Linked DNA regions of Mus musculus: all the other regions are linked to region 4. A link is a contact called in public ChIA-PET and HiChIP or PLAC-seq data. All regions are on one chromosome and are shown on one strand. Each heading gives the region's core, a stretch centred on a gene start, on an enhancer-like site or on the middle of the called end of the contact. The rest is flanking DNA. Distances are from core to core; before and after follow the strand shown. Region 1 holds the start of 9530027J09Rik (RIKEN cDNA 9530027J09 gene). Region 2 holds the start of Zdhhc9 (zinc finger, DHHC domain containing 9). Region 3 has its middle 27 kb from the start of Bcorl1. Region 4 holds the start of Elf4 (E74-like factor 4 (ets domain transcription factor)). Region 5 holds the start of Utp14a (UTP14A small subunit processome component).

What was found. ChIA-PET counts read pairs in DNA pulled down with a chosen protein or histone mark. HiChIP or PLAC-seq counts read pairs in DNA pulled down with a chosen protein or histone mark.
Region 1: a contact with region 4 is called in an H3K27ac HiChIP or PLAC-seq map of microglia, with 7 times the contacts expected there. The contact joins the promoter of 9530027J09Rik here to the promoter of Elf4 in region 4. A contact is called at or near these places in 14 of 39 promoter capture datasets (the 3T3-L1 cell line, the C10 cell line, the HPC-7 cell line and 7 more), 12 of 484 Hi-C or Micro-C datasets (CD4 T cells, Th1 cells, differentiating embryonic stem cells and 2 more), 4 of 115 datasets of contacts at active chromatin or transcription factors (embryonic stem cells, memory CD8 T cells and microglia) and 3 of 9 other capture datasets (adipose tissue, liver and pancreatic islet).
Region 2: a contact with region 4 is called in an H3K27ac HiChIP or PLAC-seq map of microglia, with 6 times the contacts expected there. The contact joins the promoter of Zdhhc9 here to the promoter of Elf4 in region 4. A contact is called at or near these places in 4 of 39 promoter capture datasets (the C10 cell line, embryonic stem cells, hippocampal neurons and 1 more), 1 of 115 datasets of contacts at active chromatin or transcription factors (microglia) and 2 of 9 other capture datasets (adipose tissue and liver).
Region 3: an RNA polymerase II ChIA-PET map of memory CD8 T cells shows a contact between it and region 4, with 45 read pairs. The contact joins the enhancer-like site here to the promoter of Elf4 in region 4. A contact is called at or near these places in 3 of 39 promoter capture datasets (cranial neural crest, embryonic stem cells and pre-B cells), 2 of 484 Hi-C or Micro-C datasets (both in embryonic stem cells), 1 of 115 datasets of contacts at active chromatin or transcription factors (memory CD8 T cells) and 1 of 9 other capture datasets (liver).
Region 5: an RNA polymerase II ChIA-PET map of memory CD8 T cells shows a contact between it and region 4, with 151 read pairs. The contact joins the promoter of Utp14a here to the promoter of Elf4 in region 4. A contact is called at or near these places in 3 of 39 promoter capture datasets (the C10 cell line, hippocampal neurons and pre-B cells), 2 of 484 Hi-C or Micro-C datasets (bone marrow-derived dendritic cells and nephron progenitors), 5 of 115 datasets of contacts at active chromatin or transcription factors (the SCID.adh cell line, embryonic forebrain, embryonic stem cells and 2 more) and 3 of 9 other capture datasets (adipose tissue, liver and pancreatic islet).

What each region holds. Positions count from the first base shown.
Region 1 is chrX:48,284,172-48,286,871 of GRCm38.p6, reverse strand. 9530027J09Rik (RIKEN cDNA 9530027J09 gene) reads left to right here and starts at 1,446. Exons shown (of 4, transcript NR_045916.1): 1 at 1,446-1,477.
Region 2 is chrX:48,207,316-48,210,134 of GRCm38.p6, reverse strand. Zdhhc9 (zinc finger, DHHC domain containing 9) reads left to right here and starts at 1,433. Exons shown (of 10, transcript NM_172465.4): 1 at 1,433-1,655.
Region 3 is chrX:48,313,328-48,316,027 of GRCm38.p6, reverse strand. No RefSeq gene overlaps it. Among named protein-coding and RNA genes, the nearest start is that of Bcorl1, 27 kb to the left of the region's middle. Within about 2 kb of position 1,262, at least 256 of the 459 cell types and tissues checked have an H3K27ac peak or open chromatin away from gene starts, as enhancers often do. A contact at or near this core is called in liver and memory CD8 T cells, where this site is marked.
Region 4 is chrX:48,452,968-48,455,667 of GRCm38.p6, reverse strand. It overlaps Elf4 (E74-like factor 4 (ets domain transcription factor)), which reads left to right and starts at 1,349. Exons shown (of 9, transcript NM_001381876.1): 1 at 1,349-1,796.
Region 5 is chrX:48,255,551-48,258,250 of GRCm38.p6, reverse strand. Utp14a (UTP14A small subunit processome component) reads right to left here and starts at 1,317. Exons shown (of 15, transcript NM_028276.1): 1 at 1,283-1,317. The coding sequence starts at 1,308. It overlaps Gm39511 (a long non-coding RNA gene), which reads left to right and starts at 1,459. Exons shown (of 3, transcript XR_882302.1): 1 at 1,459-1,515.

The sequences.
Region 1 (2,700 bases), core at 197-2,696, 170 kb after region 4:
ACCTGGCGCCACTAGCTCTGCTTTGGATTGCAGACGAGCTAAAGCAGCTTCCTTAGTTTCTCCCTCACTCAGGTGCAGTTCCGGAACAGTTCTGGAGACCCAGAGGCAGGCATTTGCCTCCTGCATAAGTACTTTCATCAGCTTTACACACCATTGCTTGTCCATCCCTTTGGGCACCATGCTGTGCCTGGCGCAAGCTAGTAATCCCCAACTGGTCCTGGCCCTTGCCAGTTTACAACCTTAAGTCACAAAGGCGGGCAGTTAACAAACACATCCAGTTATCTGCCAATCACAAGAGATCCATTGAGTGAGCTAGGGTGAGGAACAGGGACCTCCTTCAAAGAACTTCCAGTCTGCTGCGTAAATAAGGTTTTGGCAGAAGAGGTTCAGGGGAGAGATACCGCCAACGTCGGCATTATGGAACAGATATATTTTTTAGTTATTGGCCTGTGGCTTGGTTCTCTACTTAAGACACAACCCTCACCTGAGATGAAAGAGTTTAGTTCCAGGCCCTCCACCTGCAGACAGTTGATACAAAGCACTAGGCTGAGAAGTGCATGCCCCCTGTCTCCCTGGGTGGTCAGGGCTTATCACTTGTTTTCACTGATGGAGCCCGATGGACCATAACTAAACTACAGCCCCTGATGCTGGGAGGATTTTCGGTACAGCATCTCAACCTAGGCCCGCTGAGCGCGAGACCTCAGGTGGGAGCAGCCTACTGAATGCACAGGTTTTGGGTGAAGACTGAAGGAGGCTTTGGGTAAAGACATCCCTGGCATTCTGGTCGCAGTGTCTCCCCTGGGCGCGCCGGGCAGGCCAGAGGAGCCGCGCTCAGCAGGTCCCTATACTCTTCCGACGGGCACAAGGTCCCGGGCGGGTTCCGAGAGCCGGACTATGTAAAGGCGGCCAGGACTGGCCCAGTTTGGGTTTGTGCTCCTAGGGCTGTGGGTCCGATCGTGCGGTGCCCGCACCATTGCAAAGAAAGAGGCTTCCCCGAGGGCGGGTTGCACCGTGTCCCGGACCGGGCGACTTTGGGGCCTGGGCGAGGTAGCAAAGCAGGGCGGAGGGAGGAGTGCAAGTGTGGGGAGAACGCGCGGGAGCCCGAGCCCGCGGCCCGAAAAGGGTGGGTCTGGGATCTGCGGAGGTTGTGGCGGGAGGAGCGAACCAGGGAACGAGGGAGGTGGGCCCGGCTGGAGGGCCCCGAGCCACCGGGGATTGGCGGGGGGGGGGGGGGGGGCGGAGCGCCGAGGGTGGAGATGGGGCCGCGGGAGGGAGGGGAGCCGGCGGGGCGCGGCCAGGGGGCGGGGCGCCCGGACCTGGGGAAGATAAGAGCGTGCTCGCGGGGAGCGAGGGCGGGCGGGAGGGAGGGGCGGGGGACTTAGAGACCAAAGAGGAGACAAAAGGACCGGGTGTGTGGGAGGGGCATAGACAAGCGGGGGCTAGGGGAGGGGCGCCAGGGGACGACTCGCAGGGAGGGGTGTGTGAGTGTGTGTGTGGGGGGAATGGCGTGGGAGGGACTTAGAGTGGGACGTGAAGGGACAGCATAAGAGAGCGCGGGGGTACAGAGAAAGGGGGGGGGCAGGAGTGCTCCACCACGCTGGCCACGAAGGGGAGGGGACACCGTGAAGTGGAGGCCGCTGGGAGGAACGGCCACACACAGGGAGGGAGGTCCCGGGGATGGATGGACAGTCCGCTAGAAAGAGGGACCCGGAGGGGAAGGGTGTACAGACTCGGGGAGAAAGCCTTTCGAGAACCCAAGGGTGGAGGCTGATGGGCGTGTATCAAGCGCGGAGGGCTGGGATTGAAAGCTGCCCTTTGGGATGACCAAAAGACCAGTGGGGGCTGCAACAGACGGGACAGGGCTACTAAGGAGGGCGAAAACTGCTCAAGGGAAAGTGGAACCTAAGAGGGTTGTAGAAGGGTGGCGGGGGTGGCTTCGGGCTCGGCAGGAAGGCGCCACCACCGCCTTCTGCCCGTCCCCAATGTGCCCCGCCCCGTCCGGGGGCCCTAAGGGCAGCGGCCGGGCCATGGGGGAGCCGAGCCAGGGCGGTACCATTCGGAACGGGAGGGGGGGTTGGGGGAAGGGAGGAGCCAGGGGTCAGAACCCTGTTGGGGGCGGGAGGGGGGCGCCACACCCTGGGAAAAAGGCTTGGGCACATCCAGAGCCGACCAATCAGTAAGCAAAGCCGGGGTGGCGTCAAGGGGCAGCTTTGGCCAATAGGAAGGAAGAACACTTCGGAGGTTCGGAGGAAGAAAAGGAAAAAAAAAAAAAAAAGAGCCCCACGAAACAACAATTGAATCCGTTTGGGGGCTTGGAAAACGGGGAGTGGGCGTCGTTTATGTCATGTTCCAGCGTCTGCCCTCGCCTTCGAAGGATGGGGTGGCTTGCATCACTTTAGTGTTGTATGGCGCAAACATCGCGCAGAAGGGTCCCGAGAAAGTAGACCCGGAATTGTCCACTTATTGGTGCTTCGATTTGGGAACTGGTTTGCACAGAGATGGCAGCTTTGTGCTTAAGAGTGAAAGAATGTTGAGGTATCTTAAATGGAGGCAGGAGGAGGTAGAGGTTCCTCATTCCCCTTCACTGGCTACCGATTTAAGTGACAGCTAGCGGAGCGGATTATGGACAATCTCAAGCCAGTGCATAAGTTAAAAAATGTCCTTTGGGCATTGAACACTACTCATTATATTTATTTCCCT
Region 2 (2,819 bases), core at 184-2,683, 250 kb after region 4:
TATATGTAAGTACACTGTAGCTGTCTTCAGACACTCCAGAAGAGGGCGTCAGATCTCATTACGGATGGTTGTGAGCCACCATGTGGTTGCTGGGATTTGAACTTTGGACCTTCGGAAGAACAATCGGGTGCTCTTACCCACTGAGCCATCTCACCAGCCCAAGAATAATAATTCTTGACCATGTATGTGGTCTCTCATTAAAACTACCACAAAGCTGCCTTTGGGAGAGCATTGGCAGTCACTTCTGAACTAATTCCAACTATTATTGGAAACCCTAGGAAAACTTTGGTCAAGCTCTAGGAAACCTGGGTTGATAACATAGTGTGGTAGGTAAGGAGAGGTCACTTTTAAACATCCCTCATATTATTTGGAAGGTAAGAACCAGTCATACTGGTGGAAACAGATCTGGTGCCTTGTAACATCCACCCTATAATATAATATAATATAATATAATATAATATAATATAATAGTGTGATTCTCAACTGTTTTCCCCACTCCAGTCTCAATTTTCTAAATGGTGTTACTAGCCGTTGATAGCAGAGGCTCAGTAACAGTAACTAACTGCCAGGAGGCACCAGAAGGAAAGAATCAATCTGGTTGATGTATGAAAATTCTGCCTTGGATGCCCCTCCCTTTGTTATCATAATATCTCCAGTTCTTTTGTTTTGTGCATTTGAACCAGGATCTTTCTATGTAGCCCTGGCTGGCATGGAACTCAAATGTCAGACCAGGGTGGCTTCAAATCTTCTTGCCTTAGCTTCACCACACCCAACAAGATCTCAAATTCTAATAGAAAATAGAAATTAACTACCTTTTGGCAATCTTTGCATCATTATCTACCTGGAAATATTTATGTTGTCTCAGTGGAGTTCCTCCAACTTCCTTAATGTCAATGACTTGTTTTCAATATCACAAAATGACATTCTCAGATATGGTTATCTCTTTTCATATTCTTTTTCTGTTCTGAAAGCCCTCGAGATTGCGTGGGAGTCCGAGGCTTCTGAATGGGACTTAGGCGGCAGAGAATGTAACGTTAAGATGCCCACGAACAGACCTTGGTCAATTTAAAGGCAAACGGCAGTGGAGAGGCCCAGGGTAAGACGGAATTCAGGGTTAGAGTCCGGATTTGTGAGCTAGTGTTGCTTCAGTGTGTTTGTGGGGAGGCTGCTCTTGGCTCCTCCCTTGTCCGGTCCACACCACCTTACGCCTCCGCTTTTGCGTAACTATATTAATAGACGAGAACACTTCGCGTCCTGGTGCTCAGACCCCAGAGAGAAGCTGGCTGGAGCTTGGCAGGTGGGCTTGTAGCAAGGAGATGGGTGGGGGGAGTGGGCGGAGGGATTCTGGAGTGACGTTCGAAGTAGCCAATGGTAGTACGCGTTGGGGGCGGGATGGAGACATTGTGATCGTTTAGCCAATGGAGGACGAGCAACTACTGGAGCGACCTGGTGACGTGAGGAGCGTTCCATTCCGCCAGCGGTGGGCGGTTGCCACAGCTGGTTTAGGGCCCCGACTATTGGGGCCCCTTGTCAGGAGGAGGCACCCTCCCTGTCAGGGAGAAGTCGCTACCACCTCTGGCTGCTGACGAGATCCCCCGGGACAGTGTGCACTTTCTGCCCCCAGTTGCCGGCCGAGTTCAGTGTCCCTTGTTCAGGTAACAAGGGGTGGGGGTGGGGGTCTCCGGGGCTCGGCTCTCTGGAGGGCTGCATCCCCCTTCAGCTCCGCCGGGACCCAGGGACGTTGGCACCGCCCTGCTCAGCTCGCCAGCCACGGAGCCCCTGGCCGGGGGTGACTACACGTGGCGGGGCGTGTGTGAGTGTGTACGAGCGTGTGGACGCGTGTGCGTGTGGATGTGGCGCGCGTCCCAGCCAGCCTGGGGCGGTGGTCGGCTGCGTGGCGGAGGCAGGGCGGGCCTCCTGAGGACGAGCCCGCTGCACAGCCCTGGCTTCTGGCGCTAAGCTGCTGAACCAGGTCGCTGCTTTCTGACGGATTTTAATTTTCCTTCTCCCAGGTTGGGTCCCCCTTCCTAGTCTGTGTTCTTCTGCTGGGTCAGTTTATGGAGGCGGGGGGAGGGGGGAGATTGTTTTCCAGGTTAGTTTTACACAAAGGAAGTGATCTTTGCACCTCTGGGGCCCCCTCCCCTTTCCCAAGCCTTACACCTTTCCATCTTGTTGCTAGGCTCTTAGTCCCCTTTTGGACCTTTGCCCTCTCTAGCTCGGGAATGCTCTCTGGCTGGTTGTTTCTTGCTCATCGGGCTGCAGGCTTCCGCCTCATTCTTGCCAGCATGGGGCATGTGGTGCCAGTAAGTAGAGGACACAGCCCAGCACCTGAGAGAAGAGGAGGATGACAGTGGCTGGGAAAGGCGAGGCCCGGAAATCCAGGATGCTGAATGGAGCTATGATACTGGTGAAATGTCCTAGAAAGCCCCCAAGGGACTTTTCTTAGCTGCTGCCACCGCCCTCAGCCACCCCCAACCCCAGCATCAGTTGCCAACCATCCCAGGATCTCTCCTGTTTAAGGAAGCCTTTTTATCTACAATATGATGTGGGCTCACAAATGTTAAACTAGACCAGCCAGAAGATTTCATTTCGGACTCCAGAAGTTACAGAAGGTTTGATTAGGGGAAATCTGTTTTGTGGAAATACAATGTGTGTATGCTTCCAGAATGCCCTGAACAGCTTACCCCAGCCAGAGGGTTACTTGTTCCTTCCTGTGAGTAATATTTGAATATTGAAGAAAGAAGGAGAGGTAGAGGAGGTATGGGAAGGGCTACTTAGGGACAAAGGACAACAACAACAACAACAAACATTATTTTTAT
Region 3 (2,700 bases), core at 13-2,512, 140 kb after region 4:
AGACTTGCACCTTTGTCACGCCCTGGCCCCCTCCTCGAGACAAAGCTAGGAAGATTCAGGAAATCATCCAGGAGAACTTGGGCATGTCTAGTGAGCAAGGAAGCGGGTTTTGGATTGAAGAGTGAGGTTGTGGGAAGAGAACCAGTGTTTCCAAGCAGAGGCACAGAGGGCCTGTCTGCACAACCAGAAGAGGATTGGCCAAATGGCATGCTGGGATCAAAACAGCTCACTGGGAGCAACTGCTACCCAAACCTCTCTCAGTTGGGGGTGGGGGTGGGGAGACGACAACGTGAGGATTGAAGTTGGTGGTGTCATTGGTTTAGCTAGTAGGGACTTAGGAGTGGGGAGTGAGAGAGAGACCCCCGGGACAGAGAATCCAGTCCTCTCTGCCTGTCCAAATGCTGTGGATGGAGATCACCTTCAATGGGCATGTGCTTTGTGTTCTCTGCACTAAGAATAGGGCTGCATTAGGGGTCACTTCTATTTTGCCAAGTGCTTCTAGTGAATGGCAGTGCTGACTTGTGAGATGGTCCCTGATGGGCTGGAACGTCTCTAAAGTTAATATGGAGAGAAGCTAACTAGCTGGATGGAGGGCGGAAGCAATGATCTCTGGATTCTGCACTGGGTTCTAACCATTGCCTTATCCAAGAGACGGTCCGTGGGAAATGAATCTCTAGTCACTACCCTTACCCAAATCTATCGCCTCTCTCCTTCCTTACCCTTGGGACTACCACTTCATCAGGACCAGGGCATTCTCTCCCTTCCTGTACACCCTCGATCTTTATACCTAAAGATGCTACTGCGAAGAGAAGCCTGGGATTGTGCCTTGAATGACCCCCCTAACACATCTGGATTTTTTTCGAGTTCAGGCCAGCCCCCGAAACGGACCCCAGGGAAGTGCCAGATGGAGAGGGCCGGCGATGGGCGGTGGGGAGGGTGGGCAGCGCGGAGCGAAGGGCCTGCCTTTTCGGACTCCCTGCCCCAGGACTAAGACCGTCCCAAACTTCCTGTTTCTTCTGGCCGCTCTGACCCCAAGGGCTGCGGCTCCAAGATAGCTCAGGGCCTGGAAGTGCATGCTGGGTAAGGGCAGACGACCGGGGAAAGCGAGCTGCTGGCAGTAGTCAGCGCCCGGCTGGTGTGGGCACGATCTCCGCTTCCTTCTCCCGCGGTCGTGCTTTGCTCGCGGGATGTGCATCGGGCAGGTGGCTGGGAGGCCCTTGACACCGAGGGCTGTGGGAGGAGCCTAAGGCGGGCGGGGGTGGCCCGAGGGGCGTGGGTGTGGGCGTGGGCTGGGAGTTTCTGCATCTTAAAGAGATGCGGAGTTGCCTTCTCCACAGGCCGAAGTTCGAGCCGACCTCGCCTCTCCAAGTGCAGGAAATCCTGGAGTGGCAGCGCAGCCTGCTTGGCCCAGTCCAGGACCGGAGCTCTCTAGCCCCGCTGAAGCTCTACAGGGAGCAGTTTAGGGCCAGTAAAAGGAACTCTGTCCTTGTTCAGCGAAGACAAAACGGAATGCAGCTGGCAATCGTCTCCCCTAAAGTGGGATTGGAATTTTAACAACAACAACAAAAAAAGTGCAGGCAGATGCTCCGCTGGACTCCTTAGAGAAATGAAGGTGATGCCAATCAATGAGAGGAAGAGGTCGGAAAGGGCAGCTCAGTTCCCTGGTCCTCAAGATAGATTGCTGGGGTTGGGTAGAGGACTTGCTTCAAAGGTGGAGGAGAGGAAAGGTTTTGGAAGGATTATTTGATACATAAAGGTGGTTAGTTAAGTCAGAAGAGAAGTTAAACTCTGAACTCTCCTCTCCTCTTCCTTTGGGGCCACGCACATCCTGCGCACAACTGAATCTCCCTTGTAACTTCCCTCAGCCTCTCAATCTCAATTTTCCTTAGTCTTCGGCTCTTCACCGTGTTTACTTGGGATCGCGAGGAAATCGTTGTTATACTCTCCCTCAGCTCGCTGCAGGGGTCCATGTTGAATGTGGGGTCCAAACAAAATGAGAGGTAGGCTACACAAGACACAGACACGCAGGGGCCTGACTTCACAGATTACCGCCCCTGATTGTTTTATTTTTCTATTTAATTATTTACTTATTGAGGCGGAGTCTTGCTAGGTACCTCAGACTGGTCTGGACTTCACCACGGAGCCCACACTGGCTTTGAACTTGATTGAGCTCCTTCAGCATTTCAAAAACACAAGCAGCTTCGCTCAGTTTATGGCTCCCATTTTGAAGGTGGAGAAACTGAGGCCACCCAGATGGCTTAATCATTTGCTGAGCTCACGCAGGGAGATGGTAATAGAGATTAGAATGGGGTTTGTGCTTCGGGGTCAGATTAAGCAGCCATATTCTCCCCCAAGTCCCTCTAGCTCGCCACTTCAAATGGCTGAATGATTCTTTATTAATTCTCGTTGCCATAGTTTTGGTAGCATGTTTTATTGTTTCTGTCACCTGTGCTAGGTCATAAGTATTCAAGTGATGGAGATGATTTTTTTGTTTTGTTTTTGTTTTTCGAGATAGGGTTTCTCTGTATAGCCCTGGCTGTCCTGGAACTCAACTTTGTAGACCAGGCTGGCCTCGAACTCAGAAATCCGCCTGCCTCTGCCTCCCAAGTGCTGGGATTAAAGGCGTGCGCCACCACTGCCCGGCTACAATGGAGATGATCTTAACATCACAGCTTAGTGCCCACAAGAAGGCTGGCATAT
Region 4 (2,700 bases), core at 100-2,599:
GTCTGAGACCTGCCCCAAACTAGAAAGGAGAGCCTCAGAGGCTGGAGTCCAACAGAAAGCTGTGTTTTTCCAGAATCTAGACTCTCCTAAAGAGAATGTGCTCACTTGTAAAAGAAAAAGAAGTGGAAATTTGCTCTTGGTCCTTGCTTCCAGGACTTGTCTGTCTATGAGTAACAAGGAGGTTTCAGGAGCCAGGACCCTAGTGCAGCCTCTAGATCTTTTACTGTTAACCTGTGATCCACACCCGTTTTTGATGATGCCACCCACTACCCAAGCCCTGAGCCAGGATCATCTTTTCCAAAGCTGATGAAGCAGGCTTTTGGAGGTGGTTGAGTAGATCCTGACCTGAAGCCCCTTTGGCCATCTCTCAAAGGGCCCTCCTCCCCCGGAGCTCCCCACCCCCAGCGGCTTTCTGCCAAGGTCATGTCTCTCTGCTTTCCCACCACGCCCCGCCCCCTGCGTGCCTCTCCCGCAGCCCTCCCCACCCTCGCTTTAGTCAGCATAGAGCTGTGAGAAATGACAATTTCCAGAAGACACCTTCCCAGGACCTTAGCTGTGGTACCAGATGGGGACTGGTGTGGATACGGAGAAAAAGTGCAAATGGGTTGAAGTGGGCAGCTCAAGGACAGCCATTGCTTGACTTTATATCGAAAATGTGGGGTGTAGGCTCTCTCCCTGAACCCCAGTTCTGGCTGACTGTACACCTGCTGTGTTGGCCCCCCCAAGCGGTCAGACTTTCCTGCAACTCTCTGGTCACACCAATCCAGGAAATCTCTGTTCAGAGACTCCAAGGGGTGGGGTGGGGTGGGGGTGGGGTGGACATTGTTTGCAAAATGTACCCTCTGTCCATCTCTTCCCATCATTGCTAAGCTGCCTGGTTGCCACAGTGCATGCTTGGTACTGTGGAGTGCTGGTGTGGTGGGGGGCAGCCGAGGTAGCAAGCCATCGGAGTACCGCCTTCCAGAATCCCCAGGATAGCTCCACGGGATATTGTGTGGGACTTCCCGCCGAGAAGCGCCCAGTCAGAGCCGAGGGCCCCGGGCCCCGCCAATTATGAGTAGAGTGTGGGAGGGGGGTGCTCGCTAGGGAAGCAGCTCGTGCGACGTGAGCTCGGGAGGGGCTCTGCCTTCTCTGACCTCTCCGCGGAGGTGGGGGGCCGCGAGGCTCGCGGGGCAGGAGAGCCTGCGCGGGCCCCTGGCAAGGCTCCCCCTGCCGTGCTGGCGACCGTGGCGGGGTTGGGGTGGAGGGGCGCTGTTTCCACCCCGGTGCCTGGTTCCTCCCAGCCTCCCTTCTCCACCCCGCCCGCTAGCCCGTGGTCCCTCCCGTCGGTCCCTCCCTCCCGCTCTTCAGTCCCTCCTCGCCCTGCCTCCTGCGCGCCCAGCCCAGCCTCCGCCCGCGGGGACGTGTGTGAGTGTGTCTGTGTGTGAGTGTGTCTGTGTGTGTGTGTGTGCGTGCGTGCGCGCGTGTGTGCTGTGTGTGTCTCCAGTGCGATTTCCCCTTTCTCTCGCTAGCCTCGGCGCAGCTCTCCAGCGGCTCGCGCCCCCCTCCTCATCAGCGGGTGCCCCCCGCCGCCCTTCCCTCGGCGCGGCCTCCCGGGAACCTCGGGACTCCCGTCGCACTGCCGGCACCCTGGTTCCTCTTCATCCGGGGCGCCGCCGTCTCACCTGGGGCTCGCATCTCGCTCGCCCTCCAACTTTGCCATTGGCGGCGGCGGCGGCGGCGGCGGGACGTGTGGGAGAAGCCCAGCGCCTCGCCCGGCCGCCCGCCCGCCCGGACCAGCCTGCCCCGGCGCCGAGGTGAGTCACGGGCGCGGGCCGGCGGGGGCAGGCGGGCCCCGAGGAGAGCAGGAGGGCGGGCGGGAGGGCGGGCGGCCCCCGGCGGCCGCGAGGACGGACCCGGCGCTGCGCTCAGCCGCCACTTCTCCTTTCCGCGGCGCCCAGCTCCCGGCGCCGCCGGCCGGGGCCCCGATTTCGAGGTGGGGGGAGGAGAAGGCGGTCCGGCGGCCCTTGGGGACCCGTGTCTCGGGCTCTGAGACGGCGAGGGGACCACCCGCCGACCGAGATCCGAAGAGCCTGGGTCACCAGACCCGCCCGGGCGACCGGAGGAGCGCCGGACCTCAGGTACGTCGATGGCGCCGCTTCTTGGGACGCGGGGCGAGAGCTCGAAAAGTTTGCCCGCGTGGGGCATCAAGGGTGGTGGAGACCAGGAAGGGTGCGTGTGTCTCAGCCTGGGAACTGTGAGGAGTCTGAGCTCCAGAGGTCACAAGCAGAAGTGAGCGGCGGCGGCGGCGGTGGTGGCGGCGGCGGGCGGGAAGGCGCTTTCGGTCAGCCCCGGCCAGCTTAGCCTCAGTGGAGAGGCCGTTAGTGACTGCGGCGCCGCCCCCACCCCGTGCCGATCGGCGATCGCAACGCCGCTGGGCAGGAGGCTCTGCGGACTCAGGCGACTCCGACCAGGTTGAACCAGTGGCCCCTAGGGCTTCCACAGCCAGACACTGGAGACACGCACACTCACAGTCGCGATCACACACACACACACACACACACACACACACACACACACACGCCCGCCAGCCCGCCCGTTCGCACGTAAACCTACGACTTGGAGACCTGAACTGCCAAAATAGAGACCTCTTGGCAGGGGCTGGAGTTTCCGTGTCAGCCAGCCGCCAGGCTTCCCGCTCCCGTGTTCCCGCTCTCCACG
Region 5 (2,700 bases), core at 68-2,567, 200 kb after region 4:
AGGGGTGTGTGTGTGTGTGGGGGGGGCAAAAGGTCCATTCCCATGGGTCATGTGTCAGATATCCCGCATTTCAGACATTATTCATGTTACAATTCATAACAGTAGCAAAAGTGCAGTTATGAAGAAGCAAGGAAAGTAATTTTATGGTTTATGTTTTGGGAGGTGGTCATGAACCCCAGAACATGAGGAACTGTAGTAAAGGGTTGAGCAGCACTAGGAAGGTGGAGAACTATTGATCTAAACAAATATCTGTTTGCTCAGTTCTGAGTATTCTTATCTGAGAAGAGGTGCAAAAAAACAAAACAGAAGGTAATTAGTTAAAGTGTTTTTAGAAGGGGGTCAGGCATCACTTCCAAGATGACAATATCGGCATGGGAAAGACAACACTGGTTAGTGGCTGACCCTGCACTTCTGTTACTTACTATGCTTCAATTTCCCACTGACGCTACTGCTGTCTTTTGAGGCAAAGGCAGTTTCCTATTAACTATTTAAACGTGTATTTTATTTTATTTTTTGAGACAAGAGTTGTTCGGTGTAACCTTAGCTGTCCTGGAACTCGCTTTGTAGACCAGCCTGACCTCACACTTGGAGATTGGCTTGCTTTTACCTCCCAAGTGCTGAGATTAAAGGCGTGTGCCGCCACCAACTGGGAAACCTTTTAAACATTCGAAAACATTCTATTAATGCTTCTATGGATCTCCCACCGGTCAGGTGCCTTGATTAAGTGCAACTTATTAAAAATGTAATCTTGATAATTTGTTCGCATAACTGAGGACGTAGGGTAATGGTTGAAACCAACTGTATAAATGGGTGTTTAAGGTGATTAGAATTTAGGAAAAACCTACTATTACTTAACAGTGGATCTCGGTATTTACTAAGCAAACATTACCAAAGCGACTACATTTAGATTTTTCTAACGTTGAGGGGTAACATGAAATACCTGTTAGGTCTGGCACAACTTGGCACTCTCACAGACGGCGCATGTTGCGCGTGGCAGAGGCAGAAAATGCGCACGTGACAAATAAAGGGAAATCAATAGTAACTTTGCCAAGAGTCGGACGACCATCAGACCTAACAGCGATGCAACTTAAGAGCCGAGAAACTGAGGAGCAAAGCCAATTTAAATTAAGGGACTTTAGGATTCCTAGCCGATACATTAACTACTGGCAGGGTTTGGGGAGGCGAATCTCTAACAAACAGCAGTTCGGCTTCCACTTCCCTAAATACAGGAAATTCAGCCCTCAAAAATACCCGGGAATCTCCTTTCCCTTTTACGTCTTACCCCTTCGTAGCTTTGATAGAGTTCATCGCTGTCGCCGGTAACTCACATGGGTCAGGAACGGAAACCAAAGAGAGAGCAAGCTCCTTGCCTGCCGCAAAGCAAATTTTGCTTCCGCTAATCACGCGCGACAACGCGCGTCATTTCCGCCCAGGGGGAGGCTTGCAAAGTATTGTAGGCGCTCCAGGATTGGTCGATGGAAAAGCCGGCTGCCTGCCAGTTGGTCCGCACTGCCGGTGGGTGGGACTTGCCGGTCCCCATTCTTCTGAGAGGTTTTTATTTAGGTTGGCGGTATTGGTTCCCTGGCATTCGGTTTTCTTGCGGTCCGAGATTAGTGTGGTGAGGGCGAGGGTGCTGCGCTGTCAGGGACGGAGCTAAAACCAAAACCAATCAAACCAAAACAAAGCCTCCAGGGCCAGGCCCCGTTGGACTCTGTCGCACAGCTCTGGACTGGCCAGCCCCAGACTGTGTTGGACTCCTGCCAGATCAAGGGGACGGGAACGTAGCAAGTTTCTATCCATCTGAAGAGAAATTCTTTTTGAGCCGGTGTACCTGTGATTACAGCTCATTGTCCCCTTTTCCTATACAAGAAAATGTCACTCGAGAATGTGTTATGAGGCAGAAAGATCTCTTCTTGCTCCATCCGGTGCAACATAGTAGGACCCATACACACATGCACGCACACACAATCTTATTTTATCCGGTCCATAGCTCACTAGTAAACTGCTTGCAGCACAGGCATGAGGCTGCAGTTTCTCAACTCTTGCTTTTTTTTTTTTTTTTTTTTTTTTCTTGTTTGAGACAGGCTAGCCTTAAATTGGTGATCCTCTTGCTTTAGCACCCGACCTGCTGAGATTACATGCTTTTGTGGTACCACGTCTGGCATAATTTGTAAATAATAAACCTATCTATGTGTGTGAGTGCATTTGCGTGTGCGTGCGCGTGTGTGTGTGCGCGCGCGTGTGTACGCATGCCATTGCACACGCGGAAATCAGGACAACCTGTAGGAATTCCTTTCACCATCTGGCTGCAGGGGATTAAATTTAGGTTGTCAGGGTTGGGGGGAGGGTGTCAAATGCTTTTGACCAGCCTGAGACTTCTTGCATAAAAACATTATTGCCATTTCTTTTAGGTCATTTCCATTTTGTTTTCTCCAACGGTTGCACTGAAATTTCTTATGGTAATCGGCAATGCTCTAAAATTCTTAAATAAAATAATACTTTCTAGTCTTTGTGGTCCCAGAATTGAATATGGGATTTGATAGTTGTTTTTGTTTTTCATTATTCATTCAGTAAAATTTTTTTAATCATTGACTATGTGCCAGGTTTTTAGGAGTTATTGATACATTGTTGAACAAAGCAGATATTTTCTATGGTTTCATAGACACAATTTTCCAGTGGGCTTAAGGACAATTTTTTAAA